Linked DNA regions of Mus musculus: region 1 is linked to region 2. A link is a contact called in public ChIA-PET data. All regions are on one chromosome and are shown on one strand. The core of a region is the stretch at or near the end of the contact, and the rest is flanking DNA. Distances in the headings are between cores, read along the strand shown. Region 1 has its middle 40 kb from the start of Il12rb2. Region 2 overlaps Gng12 (guanine nucleotide binding protein (G protein), gamma 12).

What was found. ChIA-PET counts read pairs in DNA pulled down with a chosen protein or histone mark.
Region 1: a contact with region 2 is called in an RNA polymerase II ChIA-PET map of memory CD8 T cells, with 8 read pairs. The contact joins two enhancer-like sites.

Annotation. Positions count from the first base shown.
Region 1 is chr6:67,413,950-67,419,025 of GRCm38.p6, reverse strand. It overlaps the pseudogene Gm4761 and the pseudogene Gm44083. Among named protein-coding and RNA genes, the nearest start is that of Il12rb2, 40 kb to the right of the region's middle. Within about 2 kb of position 3,560, at least 35 of the 459 cell types and tissues checked have an H3K27ac peak or open chromatin away from gene starts, as enhancers often do. A contact at or near this core is called in memory CD8 T cells, where this site is marked.
Region 2 is chr6:66,971,225-66,976,496 of GRCm38.p6, reverse strand. The region is part of intron 3 of Gng12 (guanine nucleotide binding protein (G protein), gamma 12); the gene reads right to left. Among named protein-coding and RNA genes, the nearest start is that of Gm36816, 35 kb to the left of the region's middle. Within about 2 kb of position 3,541, at least 97 of the 459 cell types and tissues checked have an H3K27ac peak or open chromatin away from gene starts, as enhancers often do. A contact at or near this core is called in memory CD8 T cells, where this site is marked.

The DNA.
Region 1 (5,076 bases), core at 2,311-4,810, 440 kb before region 2:
AGAGTACTTGCTGATCTTGTAGTGGATCAGAGTTTGTTTCCAGCACCCAAAATAAGTGCCTCACAGTCACCTGTAACTTTAACTCAAGTAGCTACAAAACCCTCTTCTGTCTTCATGGGCACCTGCATGCTCATATGTGTGCATGAACACACACACGCATACACATAAATTGTTTTAGAAAGTACCAAGGAAGAATTTGGATGAGCCATTTCTCCCCCCTCCTTCCATTTTATATTATAGTTTAGTAGTGGTCTCCAGGTGTGCTGGCTAGTTTTATGTCAACTGGAAACAAGCTATAGTTATTTAAGAGTAGGGAACATTTAAGAAGAGGTAAGCACAATTACCTCCATAAAATCTGTCTGTGGTCTAGTCTGTAGAATAATGTGTTAATTAGTGATTGATGGAAGAGTGCCCAGCCCATTGTGGGGACACCCTTGGGCTATTGGTCCTGGGTTCTATAAGAAAGCATTATAAGTAGACAATAGGAGCAAGCAACTAAACTGCATCCCTCCATGGCCTCTGTATAAACTCCTGCCTCCAAGTGCCTGCCTGGTTTGAGTTCCCGCCTTGGCTTGTTTCAGAGGACTGTGATTCAGGATACAAGAGCCAAACAAAACCCTTTCTCCCCAAGTTGTTTTTTGGTCATTATGTCTGATCATAGCAATATTAAACTAAATCACTAGGGACGAGCACACTAATTGATTATCAAACATCAAATGTGGTCTAAAATCATATATATATATATATATATATATATATATATATATATATGGTTTGACCAGGTTTTATTGACATATTTAAGAATATACATATGTGTGTGTTTTGTGTATGTGTAAGTATATATGTATATGTGTGTATAATAAAAATTAAACAAAAAGAGATTGTAAATTTGGAAGAAAGTGCCTATCTCGCTCCATAGCCATCTTGGCAGCTGATCTTGGTTGGAGGTTGTCCTGCACTTAAGGCAGGAAGATGGTGGCCACAAAGAAGATGAAAGTCTCTGGAGTCAATCAACTCTAGGCTCCAGCTTGTTATGAAAAGTGGAAAGTATATGCTGGGGTACAGACACTGAAGATGATCAGACAAGCAAAGTGAAGTTGGTTACCCTTGCCAACAACTGCCCAGCTTGGAGGAAATCTGAAATAGAATACTATGCCATGTTGGCTAAAACTGGTGTCCATCACTACAGTGGCAATAATATTAAATTAGGTATAGCATGTGGAAAATACCACAGAGTATGTACACTGGCTATCATTGACCCAGGTGATTCTGATATTATTAGAAGCATGCCAGAACAGACTGGTGAGAAGTAAACAAGAAAGTTTTCCTTTAATAAAACTTTGCCAGAGCTCCTTTTGAGAAAAAAAATGGAAGAAAGCAAAGGGGAATGTTCATGGGAAGGAGACTTTTTTTCTTTTCTCTTTTATTTTTTCATCAAATATATATACTCTGATGACTATTTTCCCTCCCTCTATTCATCCTCACTTTCCTCCTCCCCTGGAGTTGCCTCAACTCTGTCTCTTCTTAGAAAACATACAAGCACCTTGGGAAATAACACAATAATATTTAGTAAGACAAACATAGCAGAAAAGAAAAAAGCAAATAAACGGAAGGTAAAGACACCCTCATTCACATACTCAGGAACCCGATAAAACACAGAAGTGGAACTATAATATGCATGCAAAGGCCCTTTGAGTGGTCAAAGTCATACTTCTTTCCCCATTGATGGTGCTATCCACATCACCTCCCGTCTTTGCCTGAGTGCTCTATTTTCTGTACCTTTTGGGAACAAGTATGAACTATGACATCAATCCAATTTGCTCCTGAGTATATTATTAACTTCTTTTATTATTTTACTATATATTATTAACTGAGTCTCGCAGTTGTAAGTTGCTGTTTCTCAGTGGAAATACCCCCCCCCCAATTTGGTATGGTACAGGAGAAGCGAGAAAGGAGGGAAGTCGACCTCAAGATGCCACTAAGAAAGAGGAAGGGGAGAGATGCTGAAACATGATGGAGTACCATGCTCTGTACAATGCTATAGCTGTAAGGAAAATAAATTGTTTCCTGCCCTAATACATTCTTCTTTCTTACATAGGATCAAAAAATAGTCACAGATAGTACAGTGGAACTAATTCCTAAAGTAGTCGTGTGTGTGTGTGTGTGTGTGTGTGTGTGTGGTTTGGGTGTGCACTTTATTTAGAGTAGAATGTTTGTAACCAGGGTGGCTCTCAGGCAGCATGGGTTTCTGGGTTGCACTCCCAGCACACTCCCAGCTTCCTCTTTTCTTATATTTTCAATCATCCTTTTTTAAAATAGAGGGACTGCCCATGACTATGGAATAGCGCAGAGGTTTTGAAAGATGTACTTTAGTGGTTTATCCTCTTTATCAAACACAATCAGTTGCAAAATTCCAAAATGTAAAGGCGAGGAAAACAAACTTCCTTCTGAGAACACACTGGAGAGCACGTTTGGGCCTCCCTTTCCCCAACTCTTAGTTACATCTGCTTCTGACGCAGCATGGAGAAGCAGACTGGGCACCTCTCTTCCACTCTGTAGACTGAGCTTGGCCTAGAGAAGCCTGAACCGCCGGACTAAATAGAGGTTTTACCTAACGTCAAGTGGACCGGTCCAAAAGATTATCTAGAGTATACCCCCACGTTTCTCTGTGACATGATGACTGAGCAAAGCGGGGCTTCTCCCTCAGACAGCTGGCATGGGGCAGATTGGATGCAGAGAGGACCTCACTGCTCCCCAGTTACTCTGTGGTTAGTCTGGCTTTGTTCATGTTTGGGCTCTTTCTGAGATCAGTGAAAATAAAATATTGTATTTTGAACATAATTAGATTTTATAAACCCAGAGGTTATGAAGTCCTGCTGAGGCTTCTCTCTGTGTGAGGTAATTATGCCAGTTGCAGAGAAATGTGCTTTAAAGGCAACTGTTGCCCACTTGGCAGACACTATTGACTTAACATATAAGAGCTGATTAAAAATAAACCATCGCTCTCTCTGAGGAAAAAGCATGATGCTAATATAAAGTAATTAGACTCGGATTCATGACTAGATTGTACAACTTCTGTGAATACCACAGTTAGGGCAAAATTACAGAGAGCTACCAGAGGCTGGACAGAGGGATACTATGTATCTTTCTCACTGCCAAGGTTAACCATTAAATCCCAATTAATGTTTCACGTTAGGGCCCTTTTAGCCATTTTACTAATTTCATAGTCATCCTAGCTCAAGATAGTGACTCTCCACCTTGCATGTGTAGATTTCCCATCATGGCTCTGAAGAAACATTCCATTCACCCTTACGCTCAAAAATACAGGCTAGTGTCTGTTTCTGTGATTTGCCTTTAGTAAATGTTAGGAATGTGATCTTAAATGAGCCATTTTTGCTCTGAGCAGTAAGAAGATTCCTGATGAGCTGTATAACAGAAAAAGGAAAAGGTAAGCAAAACAACACAAAGCTAAGAAACCATAAGTACTGACTGTGACCATAAAGACAAATCTAAAATTAGCAGCTTTCTCTCAGAGCACAGGAAGGAAATCATGAGTAGTCCAACACCAGGGCCTGCGTGCGAGGTGTGGCAGTCGATGAGTCTTCTCTTTCACTTTTCACATCCTGCCTGAAGACATGTTTCTTCCAACTTTTTCATTTTCATTAGTATATATTAGCTGTACTTATACCCGATGGGTTGCAGCGCTGCCTTTTCATAGATGTATATAATGTAGTCTGATCAGATCCACCCCCTGTCATCATCTCTTATCCACCTGCCACTCCGGCTGCCTCTTTTCCTCATCCCTGCTGGTCCCCATCTACTTTCATGTCTTTTATCATGTAATAAGTTTCATTAGAGTTCCTCAAAGGAGCATGAGTATTTTGAATACAGGAGCATCAGCAACTTACCAATGGCTACCCTACTTAAGAAAATGCCTTCTGCCACCCGGATGTGTGCTGTTCTCGTGAGAGTTGTCCCTCTTTCTAAGCCAGGCACTCCGTGAGGACGAAGCCATGTTCACCTCGAGAGACAAGATTGTGAAGCTCAATGGCAAGACGCTGGATGAGTTCGACTCTGGAATCTCTCAGGCGCAGCTCGAGCTGGAGATGAACTCCGATCTCAAGGCGCAGCTGCAGGAACTCACCATCACCGCAGCCAAGGAAATTGAAGTTGGTGGTGGTCGGAAATCTATCGTAATTTTTGTACCAGTTCCTCCCCTTAAATCTTTCCAGAAAATCCAAGTCCGGCTAGTTCGTGAATTGGAGAAAATGTTCAGTGAGAAGCATGCAGTCTTCATTGCTCAGAGGAGGATTCTGCCCAAGCCAACCCGGAAAAGCCGTACGAAAAATAAGCAAAAGCGCCCCAGAAGCTGCAAACTGACAGCAGTGCACGACGCCATCCTTGAGGACTTAGTCTTTTCAAGTGAAAGTGTGGGTAAGAGGATCCGTGTGAAACCGGATGGCAACCAGCTCATAAAAGTTCACTTAGACAAAGTACAGCAGAGCAACATGGAACACAAGGTCGAAACTTTTTCTGGTGTGTACAAGAAGCTCGCAGGCAAGAATGTTAATTTTGAATTCCCAGAGTTTCAGTTGTTAAGAAAAAGACTGAATAAAGTGTCATTCATGGTAAAAATAATAATTAATAATAATAATAATAATAATAATAATAATAATAAATAAATGCCAACTTTCCCCAACGATCATGAATTTTACATATATATCTTCGGGGAGGGTGAGGCCTCATGAGCTCCCTCAACTCAATATCAAAATGGTCTGCCTAAGAACTTTACTATAAAAGGTAAAAAGGGAAGTATAGCAGTAAATTGTGAAGTAAAGGTTTTATTTTAGAGCTATACCGTTATCATAAAAAATGCACCTCAAGCAAGGTAAGTAGAGTCATGTGTTTGTGTGATTGAGTTGGGATCTCACTAGTTGGTACCCCAGCTAGCCTCAAGCTTCAAGGCTCAAGCAATCCCCCTGCTGCAGCCTATGGAGTAGTTATACCTGCAGGCATTGCCACTGTACTCAATAAACATACATTCCAAACATGCAATAGGAAGACAGGGGCATTAGA
Region 2 (5,272 bases), core at 2,292-4,791:
CCAAGAGATTTGGGATCACCAGCTGGATAGCAAACAGTTTTCTAGGAAGCACCAAAAGGGAGAGAGAGTGGTGCTTATCTGCCATCAGAGTACTAAAAATGTTGGTAGAAATCATGTAATAAGCCACTTTTATTGAAAGGGAAAGACACACAGAAAATGGGAGGAGGGAGAGATAAAGGGAGGGCCCAACGGATCCCCAAAGGGCATTGATTATAAGGACAGTAGGGTCAGTGTTTGCTGGGCACTTCTATCCCAGGCAAAACTTTATACAAGAGCACCTCGGTTCCCTTCATGCTCACCCTGTCTGAGATTTTACTTTGGTATAAATATAACCAAAGGCAGGAAGAAGCGAAGTCACCGGAGCTGGCAAACTGCAGCTAAATAAAGGAAGAGAGCCATCCTTCAGCAGCAGCTTCTGAAGCAGGATGGGCCGGAGTTAAACAGCAGGCCTTGTATTCAGCTGCAGGGAATTCTAGAGCAGAGGCCTCTCTACATAGTCCTAGAACTCACTGCATAGATCCGCCTGCCTCTGAGAATGCTCATATTAAATGCACACATAACCATGGCCGGCTTGTATTGAAATTCTTAGGTGTCCCAAGAACTGTTTTTTCTCTGCAGTGGCCTGCACTGTGTTCTGGCACTTCTTTTAAGAATCAAATTTCAGATATTCAAAGTTCTGAGAAGGGTGCAATGGAGTCTAGAACTCATGTATCCAGTCCAGTGCTATGTGAGGCAGCACAAAGGCGCCTCCCCAGAATCACAAATGTGCAGCTGCACTTATCAGGCAGCGGTAGTGGACTCGGGTGCTGTGAGGCAAGGTGTGTGTGTGTGTGTGTGTGTGTGTGTGAGAGAGAGAGAAAGAGAGAGAGAGAGACCTCATCTTAGCCTCCTCATGGCCTACCAAGATGAATGAGGCTCCACGGCCCAGAGGGAGGCATAGTCCTTGTTCATGTGCCACACTCATATACTCCAAGTCACAAACATAGTAATGTGAAAATCTGGGTTCTGAATCTAGGCTTCTCTCACTCAAGATCCTCTGTGACTTAGCGTCCCACCTAAGAGAGCATGGGACTATTGGAACTACTGACAACAACATCCAGAATCAAGTTCATAGGCCAAAGTGCAAATCCAGTTTGTTCGGATTAGAGCAGCTGTGTAACCGGCTGCCTCTGTGAGGGAGAGGAAAGTGCTTCTGCTCTTGCACACTTTCTACACTTACTTGAAAGTGAGTGTTTCAATGCTTGTGAGGTGTTTAGAATGTGCTGGACACATAGTAAATGTTTGCCTGTGTGGAACAAATAAAATATACATTCCACTGTTAACTACCACACGATTTAATCATCCTGCTTCTGGGTATATATCCCCAAAGAGTCACGGCCTGCGCACAAGACAGACAATTACATTCTCTCCTTTGTCAGAGTGCTAGTCACAACAGCCAGTTAGAGAACCAGCCCAGGTATTCATCAAGGATGAGGATAAAGAAAATGGGATACACACAATGGAGTGTTACTCAGCCACAAGAGAAGAGCACATCACGTCATGTGCAGGAAAAATGGATGGAATTTCAGAATCCTGTTAAGTGAAGCAAGCCAGCGTCAGATAAATAATATTTTCCCTCATATATGGGAAAAATATATGCGACACCTAAGTAGAAGCAGGACTGTTTGGGAAAGGATCAGCAGGAGGGGGAGGGGGGATAGAAAGTGGAGTGAATGTTGTCAAAACAGAGAGCACACATGCATGGAAACACTGGAATAAAGCCTATTATATTGTACAGTTAATACATGAAGAGAAAAATCACATTAAAAATTTCAGCTTGAATAAAGGTTACTAACCTTTTGATACTATCTTGAAAGAAGAAAACAAACCCTATCTTAGGTGGGAACTTATATGTAGGTGGCCGACGAAAGAACAAAGAGTGGCCTGTCAATACAACGTGTCTGAGTCAACTGGCTACCTCAGGGGTCTGTATACATGACCACCACCTACACAGCTGGGGCCTCAGGCTTTCCAGCTGCTGAACTAAAGAATAGCAGATCTGGTGGTGCCTGGGCTGTGGGGCTTGGAAGGCAACTGACTCCTGTGGGCCTAGTTTCCTCCAGTGGGAAAGGCAGCCTGTGTGACACAGCAGCAAGGCCCAGGGAAAGAACACAGGACAAGGTCCCCTGGAACCAGCACCTACCAAAGCACTTTTCTTTTACATTTACAGTGTATCTGTGTGTCTGTGTGGGAGAGAGGGTGCAGGGAAAACATGTGTGTATGCGCATGCCACAGGTGTGTAGAGTCAGAGGACAACTTGGAGGAACTCTCTCTTTTCCACATAGGTTCCAGGGAGTAAACTTGGGTCATTGGACACAGGACACTTTTGGGTTGAGCTGAGCTAGATTTTCTTTGGGTCAACAAATTTTATGGCTTTGGAAAAATTGTTCCATTTCTTTAAATTGCAATTTACTTGTATAAGATGGACAAAATAGTGCTCTCTTCCCATTTTTCAGAGTTGGGGTTGGGTAAGCTGAATTTGATAGATATGGAGAAAAACAGGCTCTCCAAAATGGCCTACACCTGGTAGGAGGTGTACAGCCACACATCTGTGGTGCCTAGCATTCACTGAAATAATCTCCTGAATTTGTCTATTATTGGTGTCCCTTAGCCCTACAACTATTGGAGAGTCATCACTTAACCTGTATTCATGAACTGTTTGTGAAGGGTCTAATATACTGATTTATGCTGCCCTAAAGGCTCAAGGAGAGCTAGACTCTGAGGAACAGAGATAGAAAGAGTTAAAACTTTTTGTATCTCTTGATCCTCAAATTCTTTCCTCTAGGAAGGGGGTTTGGGTTCTAGAATGACCAACTATAAAGTGGTTAAATTAACATGCTCTCCAAGTACACAGGCTTTCCAAAGCTGAACACCAACTGGGATAATTAAAGGCCAGAGTCACTCCTTTAAGAAACTGAAACCCCTATAAACTACCTGCTGACACAGCATAATTACACTGATTTCTGTAAAAATGCAGGACACTTTCCCCTCCATTCTTAACTTCCCCCCTCAAGCTCGACAGGCACTTAAATCTACCAGAACTAAAAGGAATGTTGCAAAGGACTCCTTCTCAGTAGTAGACTATCAAAGCCTCAGAAGTAGCTGGTGCTGCAGCGGCAAGGGGGAGGGGCAGTGCAGTCCAGAAGAGGAAGTGTCAAAGCAGTTTGCCACTGAGGGATGGAGTAGTACCCAGGAGTCCCTTATTATTGCGCACCCATGTGGCTCAAAATAAAAATATGTAAATTTTTAGTGATCTAAAAATAAGAGCTTGACTTAAACTCACCACTTGGTGTTTTGACTTATAAATTACATACAAGTAATTATGCTGTAAAGCTGGGGAGCGGTTAATTCAGGGTTGGCAATACTGTTCAGACTACAGGGCTGTAAGGATCTTTAAGAATCTGAGGAAGGTTAAAGGCAAAGAGAGCAATGTATGTGGGTTAGAGGACATGGATACCCTGAGTTCCAGTCTGAAAGGAGTGGCAGCTCGACATCCCAAAGCAGAGCGGGCTTGGCAATGCTTTCCTAGGGAGGATGCTAGAAACCGCTTCACAGAAGCAAGGGGGGGAGACTGATGAGCCTCAACTGAGTTACTTCCATTCTTCCTGATGTCAGTTCTGGATATACTCCCATACAATCGAAGCTGTAAAGAACTCCTAACTTGCAGATTTAGCACAAGAAATCTTCCAAGTATTGGGTGTCGCAAGATCATGCCTTTGGGATAAGAGTGTCACTCTCCCTCAGTCAACACCATTCCTAACATAAGTTCCAGAAAGTGTGGTGTAACATCTTCATTAACAAAAATTAACTTGACAGGAGCTCGCACTATTTTCATATACTTAGGGTACGATACATAGGTGAAGGTTTAAGAGGCGAGTATTCATAGTTGCTGCCTTTGAAGATGATGACAGTAGTAGCTAAAAATGTGGCTTTGCACCGGAAATGTTCTATGTTAGCTAGCCTTTGAAGGACTGGGTATGCGTGTGTGGTGGGTGGGTAGCACTATATGTAGACCACAAAAGCCTCCATCCTTCCTCCTCTCACGAGAACACCCACAACCTGGTGGGAACGTAATGGAAGTTGAACTGGCTATTTTTGCTGTGCAGGAATGTTTGCTCTCCATGCCAAAGCTGAGACACACTGGGCCTTCACGGTGCTGGCTGTGAGGGCAGAGATCTGTCCTTTGGGAGCAAAGCGTAACCTCACAGATAGTGACTGAAATGTTTCATTCTCCTAGTCTGAAAGCACAAATAATTACAGAACATGCTACATTTGAACAAGAGACTATTGTCTTACAAGGGGGACGGGAACAGGAGGAGGGAGAGGTAAAATAAAATCTTCCTTTTGGGGGAAAAATAAAAGAGAGCCTGACGGCTCTCACACAGGCTGAAGTATACATTCAAGGGATTCTTTTGCTTGTAAAATATTTCTTCACATTGGGTGACTGATCAATAAAGGTTTCTGGCTTTCCAAGGCTAGTGGCAGAGAAGCCCAAGGGTTTGGTGGCAGCCACCAAAAACAACTGTCAGATAGAAGTCAGAGTAACCCAATCTACCACAGGCCGCTGCAGAAACTCAGAATTCCACATCCTGACTTTGTTGTCTGGATGTGAAACTCTTCCCCCAAACAAGAGAGCTGCAGAGAGCAGGCGCGATGGGGCTTTAGAGAGGCAATCTCTTTCTGGCCTTCTCAGCAGTCTGGTTTTTGTGTGATCTCACTGTGTCCTGGTTTATTTTCTGTTTCTACACACAGTACCATGGCACAGAGACATTCAGAAGTACCCCTTTCTCAGCAGCTGCCAGCCACCTCAGCAGTTCCCTTACGAGCCCTTCTTTTGGAAAAGAACTTCATCTCTTTCTTTTCCAAGGTGTCTCCCCCCTCTTCTTATTTCCCATCTGTTTTCCCTCTCCTAGCTCAGGCCAGTAAGGCAGTGAATAAGAAGGAATCTAAGAAGAATACTGTATTTGGGGGGGGGTATAGGCCATATTTGCTATACAAGTGAAGCATTGGGCAGGTTACTGAACCTCCCTGCATTTCACTTATCTTCAAATGGAACTGAACAGGGCAACTGCGATTTCAGGATAACATCATTTGGAGTTTTAGTAATATAAAATGCCTTATCAACCTAGGCAAACTTGTCCAGAGTACTTTGGTGCTGAAACCATAGTAAATACCAGTTTGTGTTCTATGCTACTTGTGACTACTGTGATTAATACTGCCAACTTCACAGAAC